Linked DNA regions of Danio rerio: region 2 is linked to region 1. A link is a contact called in public Micro-C data. All regions are on one chromosome and are shown on one strand. Each heading gives the region's core, a stretch centred on a gene start, on an enhancer-like site or on the middle of the called end of the contact. The rest is flanking DNA. Distances are from core to core; before and after follow the strand shown. Region 1 holds the start of ptger1a (prostaglandin E receptor 1a (subtype EP1)). Region 2 holds the start of ube2g2 (ubiquitin-conjugating enzyme E2G 2 (UBC7 homolog, yeast)).

Region 1 (6,467 bases), core at 323-2,822:
AATATATAGTGTGTGTGGAGTTGTTCTTGGTCATTTGCAGTACTGTATTTAGATGCACAGTAACGGATTTTTCCCCAAAATTCATTATAAAATCTACAGTAACATACTGTTAACCATGTTTACAGTATAGAAAAGTTGAAAATACATTATTATACTGTGAAAACAGCAATATATACAGTAACACACTGTGCACAGCTTATACAGTAAAAAACTGTTGAGAAATGCAGTATAATACTGTGAAAACAACAGAAATCGTTTACAGTGTAGATAGATAGATAGATAAATAGATAGATAGATAGATAGATAGATAGATAGATAGATAGATAGATAGATAGATAGATAGATAGATAGATAGATAGATAGATAAATAGATAGATAGATAACAATATGAAATATTTGACAAACAGATATAACTGTCATTTATGGTTCTTAAATAAAAAATGAGTGTTAGTCGAAAAAGAAACAGAAAATATATTACATTTCTTAAACATTTATTCAAATTTATTTTTACATTTTCAGAAATTAAACACTCATTTTTTTTTCTCTAGAGCAAACAGTAAACACAAACAAAATGACCGTACCTTTCTGTAAACAAGTTGAACTCAAGTTAAGTATTAGTGTAGCTTATTATAAAAACAAAAAAAAAAAAAAAAAAAACACTCAGCAAACTAACAGGGCTGAAACAACTCTGAAAATGTACTTTTCTGTTGCTTGCTACTAGATTGAGTGTCACTGGCAATACTCAGTTGACTGTTTAGCAAGACACTCATCACTCATTTGTGCTCACTCAATTGGCCAGTTAGACTATCACACATAGACGGCAGTCACACATTTGCAATTGGCGGGGGAAATTAAATATTACAGATATATTTCATATTGCAGCCTCTTGCTAATCGCTACGATTTAAATTGTGATTCGATTTCGATTAATCGCACAGCTAGTTACAGGTTTCCAACTTTCTTCAAAATATCTTCAGCACAAAAAAAAATCTAATGTGCTTGGAAAAGATAAAGGGTGTGTGAATTATGACAGAAATGTCAGTTTTAGGTGAATCTCTTTAATCTACATCAACTGAAAGCCACACAAGCTTTGAACTCTTAGAAATGACCTGCTCTCACATGTATACAGTTAAATTTATGTTTAACAGAGCAAGGAATCTTTCACAGTATTTCCTATAATATTTCTTATTTCAGCTAGAATAAAAGCAGTTTTTATTTTTTAAAAACAATTTTAAGGTCAATGTTATTATCCCCCTTTAGCAATATTTTATTTTTATTTTCTACAGAACAAACCACGGTTATACAATGACTTGCCTAATTACATTAGCTTGCCTAATTAACTTAGGTAAGCTTTTAAGCCACTTTAAGCTGAATACTAGTGTCTTGAAAAACATCTAGTAAAATATTATTTACTATCATCATGGCAAAGATAAAAGAAATCAGCTACTAAAAATTGAATTATTAAAACTTTTATGTTTAGAAATGTGTTCTTCTATTCGATAAACAGATATCGGGATATAAGAGGGTTCATAATTCTTCAACTGTATTTATTTCACTTTTCTATCCACAGCTGTACTTGAAGATGGGAGCCCTGCAGCATATAAACACCCCTCTCAGGTAGCCATGCATCACGCCAATTCATCAGGCGCTGTGCCGCTCAACCCATTTTCCAACCGCAGTCAATGGGAAGGACAGGCCGGCTCTCTATCACTCGCCGACCCCTCAAATGTCACCTCGAGCAGACCCATCCTGAGCGGCCCCATAGCTGCCATGCTCTCCATGACCCTGGGGATCCTGTCTAACATCGTGGCTCTTCTCATCCTGGCGAATGCGTATGCTCGCCTGCGCAGGCGATCCAAGGCCTTTCTCCTGTTTGCTGGCTCTCTGGTGGCCACAGACTTTGTGGGACACGTCATACCTGGTGCAATAGTCATGAGGCTGTATCTTTCTGGAGGTGTCCCAGCTGAGGAATACAACAGGGCTGACCCATTATGCCAGTTCTTAGGAGGCAGTATGGTGTTTTTCGGACTGTGTCCGCTCTTTCTTGGCTGTGCCATGGCAGCTGAGAGATGTCTGGGAGTAACAAAACCACTTCTTCATGCTTCGCTTGTTACAACTACAAGGACTAAACTCTCGCTTTCTGTCATCTGGCTGGCAGCTCTTTGTGTTGCCCTTTTGCCCTGTTTTCAGCTGGGTTCATATACCTACCAATACCCTGGAACCTGGTGTTTTATTAAAGTGCTGGAGGACGCTGAGAAGGCAGATATGGCATTTGTCATGTTGTTTTCAGGACTTGGGTTGACCTCCCTTGCTGTTGCTTTGGTTTGTAACACTATAAGTGGACTAACTTTGGTGCTAGGAAGGATACGAAAGAAACCATGTAACCGACGGTCAGCCAGATCTCATGATATTGAGATGGTGGTGCAGCTCGTGGGCATCATGGTCACATCTTGTATCTGCTGGAGCCCTCTTTTGGTGAGTATGAGCGATTGCAAGTCAACTTTTGAAGATATTCACACTCAATAAATTAATTGATAATAGTAAGAAATGAAAAGTTGAGATTATGTGAAGGGGTGTATTTGGTCCTGAGAGTGAGTTAAAATCAAATTGATTAGCCCTCCTGTTAAATTTGTAATATTTTAAAAACAATACTCAAGTGTTGTTTAAAAGATTTTTTCTGCACATTTTGAACCATATTAGTTTTAATAATAGCTTACGTCATTTTGCAAGATACTTGTATTCATCTTAAAGTGCAGTTTAAAGGCGTAACTAGGTTGATTAGGCAAGTTATAGTAGTTTTGTAGGTCAGATTTTCAGCCCATCATTGAGTCTATTTATTTAGTTGTGTGTAAATGTGTGTACATTTATATTTATTCAGTTTTTTTATTAATTTCAGCAATATTACTGACTAATATGAAAATGTTCATATGATTTACTGACAATACAATTTGTAAAGTAATCATTTCTGTCTTTTAGTAGAAGACATATGGTCGATATATTCTGAGACTTGCTTTGTTTAGCAAATAAATGGATCTATTAGGATTTGCATTTAATAAACATTAAATAAAAGTTAAAAATGTGTTGTTATTTTTTTATTCAACGTATTACGTTTTTAGTTATGATACACACAAAAATCCGTAGATTTTTTACAATATTCTGCACAGAAAATGTCCACAGATTCTGTCTGCCCCTACCCATCAGGAATAATATTAATAATTCATTTAATTTTCTTTTCGGCTTAGTGCCTTATTTCATTAGGGGGTTGCCACAGCGAAATGAACCACCAACTTATCCAGCATACGTTTTTACGCAGCGGATGCCCTTCCAGCTGCAACCCATCACTGGAAAACACCCATACACTCTTAAGCTGCAGTCACACTGGGCTTTTTCTCCCATAGGCTTCCATTCATACGCACGCGAATGCGTCAGATGGGAAATGCAGGGTCATGCGTCAAGTTTCACAGGTTGCTGCGGTGCAAAGTTCAAGTTTGATGAACTCTGACCTGCGAAATCGCATCACTTTACTGCGTCACAGGAATGTCAACTGACTCAGCCAGGGCTTGAACCAGCGACCTTTTTGCTGTGAGGCGATCGTGCTAACCACTGCACCACCGTGACGCCTAATATTAATAGCATTTTTAAAATCTTTTATTCCAGCCAGAAGAAAAACAAATCATCTGAAAAACTGTGAAAACGTTCATGCTCTGTTAAACATCACTTGGTAAACAGTTGAAAAATAATAAATAATAATTTTGTTAATAATTTTGCCTTCAACTATATGTCTCTTAAAGGGATAGTTTACCCAGAATTGAAAATTCTCTCATAATTTACTTATTCACTTGTCACAAATTTGAGTTTAAGTTTCTTTCTTCTGAACATTTGAACACAAAAAAATGTATTGTAAAAAATGTTGGAAACATGTAACCATTGACTTTCATTATATTTGTTCTTCCTACTATGGAAGTCAGGGGTTTCTAACATTCTTCAAAATATATTTTGGGGTCAACATAAAAAGAAAAATCATTGCAGCTTTACTATTGAACTTATTCATTAATTTTCCTTCAGCTTAATCCCTTATTTATCAGGGGTCGCCACAGCAGAATGAACTGCCAACTATTCTAGCAAATGTTTTTACGTGGTGAACCACATAAAAGGACCACAACCCAATACTGGGAAACACCCATACACACACACTCACACACTACGGCCAATTTTGTTTACCCAGTTCACCTATAGCGCATGTCTTTGGACTATGGAGGAAAACCAGAGCACCCAGAGAAAACCCACTCCAACATGGGGAGAACATGCAAACTCCACATACAAATGCCAACTGGCCCAGCCAGTACTCAAACCAGCGACAAATAAGTCATCAAATAAACAGGAATGAAGGACTACACATGCAAGCTCTGCCTATTTAATGACTAGTCTATTTTTTTTTCAAATAAATTTTCACTGACAGCCTAAATATGGCCTTGTTTTAGCCAATATGTCTATGTTTGGACATTTATTAGATGTCTTTTGAACACAAAATTACTTGGTGAGATATATCTTTTTCTCCACCTAACAGCAAAAAGGTTGCTGGTTCGAATCCCTGCTTAGCATGTCTATGTGGAGTTTGCATGTTCTCCCCATGTTCGCGTGAGTTTCCTCCAGGTGCTCCGGTTTCCCCCACAGTCCAAAGACATGCGCTATAGATGAATTGGATAAACTAAACTGGTCGTAGTGTATGAGTGTGTAAATGCGAACGTGTATGTGTGTTTCCCAGTGCTGGGTTGCAGCTGTAAGGTCATCCACTGCGTAAAACATATGCTGGAATAGTAGGTGATTCATTCCGCTGTGGTGACCCCTGATAAATAAGGGACTAAGCTGAAAAAAAAGTTATGAATAAATGTAAAGTCAGCAATATTCTGACTTAGTCTCACTACTAAGTAAAATGTACTGACTTAAATTTAGTTTACATTTAGTCGCTAGTTTATACTACAAATGACACAGAGTATAAATATATATTGTAATGGACTGAAATATAGATTTACTGGACCTGAATATTTTGTGCTGCAGTCTTAATAATGTTTTGTTTTTGTCTCAAATCTAGATTGTTGGCCTAATTACAGTCAAGCAGTCATACGAGCACTCCATAGGAGACGATCTTGCCACCTACAAGACCCTGATGATAATGGGTGTGCGAATAGCTTCCTGGAACCAGATCCTGGACCCATGGGTTTACATCCTTCTCCGTCGTTCTGTCCTCCAAAAGATTTACTTCATCACCAAACGTCAAACAGACTTGAAGGAAAGCACTCTCCGCTGCTGGGAGATCCACTCTTTTCCGAGCTCAGAGAAGAATCCTGTCAGTAGAGTCTGAGAGTAAGAGTCTTAAAAAAAAGACTACCCTGCTAAGTGTGTGTTCACACTTGTAGTTTGGTTCTCTTGGACTATTTGGTCCAAACCCAAAATGAAAATAGTTAATTTAGTCCTACTGTAAGTGAAAGTTAGTTTACTTAGCAATTATGCTGTAATTTTTCAACCCAGGCTCAATATTGAGATGTACCCTTGTATACATTTCTGGAAAGCGCCAAAAATGTCCCAGGAGGTTAGTTTTTTTTCTTCCGTTTTTGTTTTTGCAAATCCACCAGAGGCCGCTGTGTACACTTTTTCAGGTCTCAAATTTCTCTCGCGGATGCCATTTACACCTGCTGTTCTGCATAAATCTACTGCTGTTACCCGAAGGCTGATTTATACTTCTGTGTCGAGTGATCGGCGTGACCCACAGCAAATGTGGGTTTTATTAGCCCCCTTTTAAATTTTTTTTGTTTCTTTTTAAAAGATTTCCCAAACTATGTTTAACAGTGCAAGGGAATTTACACAATATGGCTGATAATATTTTATCTTCTGGACAAAGTCTTATTGTTTAAATTGGGTTAGAATAAAAGCAGTTTTTTTTTTTATTTAAAATTATCAAAATTATTAGCCCGTTTAAGCCAGCGGTTCTCAACTGGTTTGGCCATGGGACCACATTTTTACACGGTCATCAAGCCGCGACCCAAATTTTTAGGAACTAAAATACAATTTTAGGAATTATAATTAATTTGGATTTATTTGTTACAATACACAAGTAGTGACTGATAAATCATAAAAAAAATCACCAACAATTACAAATAAACTATATTTTATTGCTGTCGTTTAACAAAATGTATCAAATTATAGAAATATTATAAAGTAAAAAGAAAAAATACTGCAAACAGTGGTTAGGGTAAGGAAATGTTCAGTTACCATTAACTAAAACTGAACTGTTAATAAAACATGTTGTCGGGTTCTATGTTGTTTTAATTTAGAAGGTTTCATGCTCACTTGTGAGAGCACCTCACTACCTATGACACACTAAGGCTTTAAGTCTTTTTTTCTTGAATAAAAATATGTAATATATATATGTAAAAATATGTCAAATATGTAAATCCATACTTTACATAT
Region 2 (6,600 bases), core at 1,267-3,766, 200 kb before region 1:
GAGCAACGGTATCTCCAGCAGCAAATGACCCTCCACATCAAAACCTACTGTTCCAAAATATTTTAAATGTTTCTTAAAATACAATATATTTAGTTCGATGGGGAAAAACTTTGTTACCCAGACATTTAAAAAGAACATATTTTAGAGCAGTAATCACACTACTGTGATATTAAAGCTGGGCGATATGGCAAGTCTCGATAATTATTTTACATATGGAACGATAACGATATATTGTTCGATATAGGTTGTCTGCTGTGTGACTTAGATCAAAATAAAGTAAAAAAGTTCCGAGCTTATCATTGTTATTGACATAAATTTTATTGTGATTCAATATAATATAATTTATCTGCCCAGATGTGATACCATGAAATCGCAATATTTTAAATCAAGGTTATCATACCATCAGAATCTTATACTGGCCCATGCCTAGTACTAAATGCTGCTCTATCTGAAGAAACTCTGATAGACATTTGAAGCTGCTATGCCTTTTTCTACATTGTTCAATAAAGTAGTAGTTATTTTCGAGGGGTAACACATATTGTCAGCTTCAACTATCTAGCGAAATTAACTACTACTCTATTGAACAACGTAGAAAAAAGTGTAGCAGCTTCAAATGTCTATCAGAGTAAACTACTGCCTTAATTTTTCAGTTTTTTTATTTTCAATTCAATTCAGCTTTATTTGTATAGCGCTTTTACAATGTAGATTGTGTCAAAGCAGCTTCACATACAGTAAATGGTCATAGTAACTGGAACAGTGTAGTTCAGTTTTTAGTGTTTAAGTTCAGTTCAGTTCAGTTTAGCTCAGTTCAGTGTGATTTAAAACCATTACTGAGAGTTCAAACACTGAAGAGCAAATTCATCGATGCGTAGCTCTACCAATCCTGAACCATGCATTTCATTAGTTATACATTTAATGGTTTGTTAGAGTGGTGGTTCATTCCGATTGACATTTGAAACTGACAAAATGCGCTACCTCTGTTTTTACACCCTTCTTTAAAGTAGGCAGTTCATTCTAATAGACATTTGAAGCTCACAAGATGTGCTAACCCTTGTTTTTTTAATTGAAATATGACATAGAGCTACCGGTAGCACATTCTGAGGAGGTAGCACAGATTGCCAGAACACTGACAAAATGCTTCAAACAGACTAAATAAAATGCGTTGGACATGCAAGACTGCAGAATTAAAACCAGAGAGATATAAGAGAGAAACCACAGCGGATCTCTTTATATCGATGGATGCTACAACTAAAATAAAAACACTATCTACTGTATATCATAAACGTCATAAATCACCGAAATCCATCCAGGGCTGCTGACAGAATTGGCAGAACTTCATGGAATCATTCTAAAAGGTCCATTTGACATGCAAATCTCCTTCTGTTTACCCAGCATATCCAGCTGTCGGTCAAATACTGTTTCTATGGGCGGATATCGATCAGTAATCATGATTAGCACCGCATCAAAAGAGATCCGTCCCCTATCTGTGGAACAGCTGTCGGGGAGTTGCTAGGGGACACTGTTCCTTATTTTGCTTGGCACTTCATTTCACTTAAAGGGTTATCGGCCAAAACCGCTGATCTAACCACCAGTTTGATTGACCGGAGGACACGCTGATTGGTCTTATCCAAAATCAAAACCACTTATCATCCCTTAATGTGCCCTCATTGACTAAGTATCGCTAGTGAATAGGAGCAGTGCAGGCTGTGAATGAATACAGGTTTGGAGAAATAAATTTGGCGTAATGTATGAATGTGAATGCAAGAGTGAATGGGTGTTTCCCAGTGCTGGGTTGCACCTGGAAAGGCATCCGCTGAGTAAAAGGATATGCAGGAAAAGTTGGCGGTTCATTTCGCTTTTAACAATGAAATGAATAAATAAATAAAGAGAAGCAATTATATGCAATACTTACATAATCAGAGCTTCCCACTCAAAGAAGTTCTCCTCATTTACAGGCCCTGTGAGAATGGCATGGGTCAGACCATTAAATTAATGAATTATTATTTTAATTTGTTTAACGATATAATACTCGGAGGTAAATGGAGCAGTTCGCTAACTGTCCCAATTCTCACCTGCCACAATCCCCTCCGGAGGGTTTAGGGTTAGTTCTGCAAAGAAACAAATGCATTTAGAGAACAGAAACCTGCCAAATAAAATGAAATTTGAGTACAGTGTACATGTTATGAACTGATGTTCGAGTTTTTACAGACATTTTTAGTGTATTCAGGGTGACTTCGGTTAATGCTTTGGTCTAACTCGTAAAAGTAATTCATACTGTCCTAATATGCTGGTAAAGTTCTGGAAGTGTCGAAGTGTTTTGGGAAACAACAGCTGCCAAACTGTTGCAAGCAAAACACTGAAAAGCCCTCAGCTCACAGGCAACATCACTGCGCTGAACGGAATTACGTGACTTACGTTTGTATTCCGCCATGAGTCTTTTTAAAGCTGTTCCAGCCATTTTATAGCCTGGTCTGGAAAGAAGTTGTTTTGACACGAAGAATGACGACAACTGACACGATGAAAAAATCTTCTTCTTCCGGGACAAAAGCGAATGAAGAATCTCACACGCGAAGGATTTCCCACTCGATCTTCACTTCCGTGTGAAGTCACGTGGCCCTAAAAACGTTCTTACGGTAAAAAAAAAAAACATTATGAAAATAAAACCATCAAGTTTTGTGACAATTAAAAACAAGTAAAAAAAAAATCAATTAAATTTTAAATTAGAAGAAAACAATCCCTAAAGATTCTTGACTAACTTGGCTTAATAATGATTGATATGAATTTGCTCTTGTTTGTTTGTTATCATTCATTCATTAATTTCATGTATGTTGTTTTTATAATTTCTTTTGCTGTTAATAATTACAATCCCTGTATTTTATACAAAGTGGTTTAATAAGGGTTGAAAAAGATAAATCAATGGATTCTCAAACATTTTAATATTTTAAATAATATTTAAAACTATTAATATAATAATAGAAATATACAGACACTTGTGAAGTTGCTGAAAAAAAGATTTGCCTTATTTAAATGTATTAATTAATAAATAAATATGGCAAAGAATTGAGAGATGTTTTATTTTATTTAAAAACAAATGTTCATTTTAATATATTTATTTAGTTTATTTGTTTTTCCCCTAAAATTAATTTACATTTACCCGAAGTGACAAGGTTTGGTATCCAGCTCTCTCAGTATGTAGAGTGGACGGGCTAGGCATCCGTCTCACTCTTTGCCACACACATAATAAGAAGCGCTACACTGACCTCTAGCGGAAGCGTCAGGTCACTACAGGAGGGTTTCAATGGCAACCATCACTGAGTTGAAAAGCGGTGAGCTGATACTCAGAAAATGTCATCAATGTCATTTTTCTCATCGTTTTGCTGTCATGGAAAATCTATCATTTAAAGTTTACCATCGTCACGCTTCTTAGAAATGCACTTTGACGTTAATACCTAGCGGCACAGTCGTCGGTGTGTATGTACTGCATGTTAGCCGAGCTGACTGAAGTGTGTCTGTCTCTATGATGATGTTTAGCGCTGAGGGAGACTCTAGAGGCCCGCGGGGTCCTGGGGCAGCTGAAGGCTCGAGTCCGGGCGGAGGTGTTCAGCGCGCTGGATGACCCGAACACCCCACGGCCGCCGCTGTCTCACGACAACCTTCTGATCAACGAGCTGATCCGAGAATACTTGGAGTTCAACAAGTATCGGTACACCGCTTCAGTGCTGACCGCAGGTAAACACACACCTGTGTCCTGAGCAGGGCTGGACCTGTACATTCCGGGGCCCAAAGCGGAATAATTTTGGGGCCCTACCTTGCTTTGAATAATAGCGTTAATGCCATTGCAAACAAGCTCACAATGATTTTATTGCTTATTAAAAACAGTCAATGAAACAGACAAGTGAAGCTTAAATATTCGCCACATTTCTTCTACTTAATAATTATCAGATTGAGTTTTGTCAACTACTGTCGTAATTCGACTTCTTATCAATTAGAAATGATCAGACCGGAGGTTTTGAATATCAGAAAATAGACTTTATTCTCCATAATAAAGCCGAGAAAGAGCAGAGCAGACCCCAGAGCATTCTGAAGTCTCTCCTGGACACTTCCTATCTCTGGTTCTCTCTTTCCAAAGTCTTTCCTGCTCCTTCTGAAGTCTCTGTGTTTTTTTAAATCTTGATACAGGTTATTTTCCACACCCCTAGGTGTCTTGTTTTAAATCTTGACCATTTTTGAATAGGTTTCTAGTCTAAGGGGTCCTGCTATTCTTGGCTCTCAGCCCACTAGCTCATGTCAACAGAGATGTTACAGGTCTATGTCAGCAAAGTATAGATGCAACTTATGCAAAGAAACTAAGTGTTTACATACATTGTCATGATAGCATAATCACTTGATAACATGTTACTCAGTCTAGCTTCTGACACATATCGCTTCATACAAGTATTTAACATATATAATCATTGCTTTACATATTCAGTTACTCTACACAATCATTCTTCAGCATAGCTTTCTCCTACTCTTGCTCCTGTGCAGACATACTCATCTTACACAGACACATCACTGTATTTTAAACACACGCTGGCATGTTTGCTGCAAACATTCTCCATTTTGAGAAGAGAAAATTAACTGCTTTACACTTAGAGAATACTTTACACAGAGAGAATAGAAATCTTCTTCACTACCAGTGTCAAAAATGAAGAATTAAAAATCTTTAATAAAGGGACCAATAATTCCTACTTTGCTTCCTCGGCTCGGAGTGTTTAAAATATATGCTATTAATTTAGCAAACAGATTAAAGACTCTATAGAAGATTCTAGGTTGAGGTAATTTTTTTTCCAAAAACAAAAACCCTTCAATGAAAGGACACTGAACAATAATGGGGTATATCCACATGGACTGTTAATTTCAGCCAGCCAGCCTCATCGCTTCTGGTAAACTGTCTTTTAAAATTATAATTTTGTCACGTTTAAAGGGCACCTATGATGAAAAATGATCATTTTGAAGCTGTGTGGACAGAACTGTGTGTAAGTATAGACAAATTACCATGTTTGTAAACATTAAAAATGCGTGCGCAGCGGAGTTGCAGAAAAAAAACAGGAGCACTATCATTTACAGCGAGGGAATGACATCCAATGCGGTACAGAGTTTGTTGTTGTCTTAGAAATTAGTTATATTGATTACATATTATATATATTATTTACATAATGCTTTCAGCGTATTATAACATCTTGTGCCCCAGTGACAAGCACAGTGATTCAGCAAAATTAACGTTAAAGTGAGCGGAGTTCGTCTGACAGGTCCATTCAATAGTATCTGGATGCAGCCTTTATGATGCAAGCTGAGATTGCATCACTCAGCTATGCAATGTCAGACACAATGCACTCAAATGGAGCGAGTGATGTCGCTGTTAGGGATGGGGTTAGGTGAGCCCATTAAAAAGCATTGGATGCAACCCAGATTGCACTGCACCAGGTCTGCATCCAGACCCTTCTCGGTCCCTTTGCGATAGATACCGAGGTTCTGCCTAGCCAAAGACAAGGAAAAAAAGACCTGGGTATTACCAAGGCCTGGGTAATCATCAACAAGGAAAACTGCATTCTGACAGCGAACTGCACTTGTGACGCTGAAATCATTGCTGCAATCAAAAATGAGTAACATGTAGGATTCAGCATATATAGCGTAAATTTACCTGGCATGTAATGAGAACTGCAGAGTCCATTTTCCCAGACCATGTCTTTAATATGACAGTTTATTTTTCCCCAGTATTTATCAGTGGAGTTTCTGTGCTCACCTGCTGATCCTGACGGCGCTGTTACATGGTCTTTCATCTCGTTTTACCCTTGAACAACTAAAAGAATGCTTAAGTATATTTAACTGATTGTATTGTAATTCAATTACAGCATAGATGCTGTAAAAGAAACCTTATGACAGTGAAAATACTCACATTAAAGCTTTCACCGGAAGTTTGTCATTGGCTGAAAAACACAAACTGTGCATAAACCCCATTAGCCAAAAGTGAAAAAGCAAAATTCAGTCATAAATTATGTGTACATTCAGTTTGCAGTGCAAAGATTGATCCATAAATAATAAAATCAATAAGCAAATAATGTATTAAAAATACAATATACATATACTGTATTAAAAAAATAACACTTAAATACTATGAAAGATTGACTTGCTCTGCTAAACAAGATTTAGGAAGTGTTTGAGAAATAATGAAAGTTTCACAGCAGGGCTAATAATCTTCAACTGTATATCACATGAAATATGTTGGGTTGTTAAGGTTGATCTCTTTAAAATGATGTTTCTCAGAATCAGGTCAGCCTGAAGTTCCTCTGGACCGTGATTTTTTGGCCAAAGAGCTCAACGTGGCAGAAGATTCAAGTGCCAGATCAGTGTGAGTATGATTTGTGACCAGCCTTACTCATCATGGGGCACTTAAAAATAGCAACTGCAGAGTGCTGCACAGTCAGTGGACCAAACAAATGCACATACAGTCGCGTAGCACAAATTGCGTGGGCCCACCCGCAAGAGTTAAAGCGAAGAAGTGAAGACCAGGGTATCACGCGGCCGGAGTATCCTGCAGGCCACTGTGATTATACATAT

Evidence for each region. A called contact is a pair of places that touch in the nucleus more often than the background predicts.
Region 2: a contact with region 1 is called in a Micro-C map of caudal fin, with 5 times the contacts expected there. The contact joins the promoter of ube2g2 here to the promoter of ptger1a in region 1. A contact is called at or near these places in 2 of 18 Hi-C or Micro-C datasets (caudal fin and hematopoietic stem cells).

What each region holds. Positions count from the first base shown.
Region 1 is chr6:9,330,272-9,336,738 of GRCz12tu, reverse strand. ptger1a (prostaglandin E receptor 1a (subtype EP1)) reads left to right here and starts at 1,572. Exons shown (of 2, transcript NM_001166330.1): 1 at 1,572-2,474; 2 at 5,092-5,511. The coding sequence starts at 1,623. The coding sequence ends at 5,361.
Region 2 is chr6:9,531,239-9,537,838 of GRCz12tu, reverse strand. ube2g2 (ubiquitin-conjugating enzyme E2G 2 (UBC7 homolog, yeast)) reads right to left here and starts at 2,516. Exons shown (of 6, transcript NM_001017767.1): 1 at 2,416-2,516; 2 at 2,073-2,108; 3 at 1,913-1,958. The coding sequence starts at 2,458. It overlaps cep20 (centrosomal protein 20), which reads left to right and starts at 3,266. Exons shown (of 5, transcript NM_001326495.1): 1 at 3,266-3,326; 2 at 3,532-3,729; 3 at 6,307-6,391. The coding sequence starts at 3,299.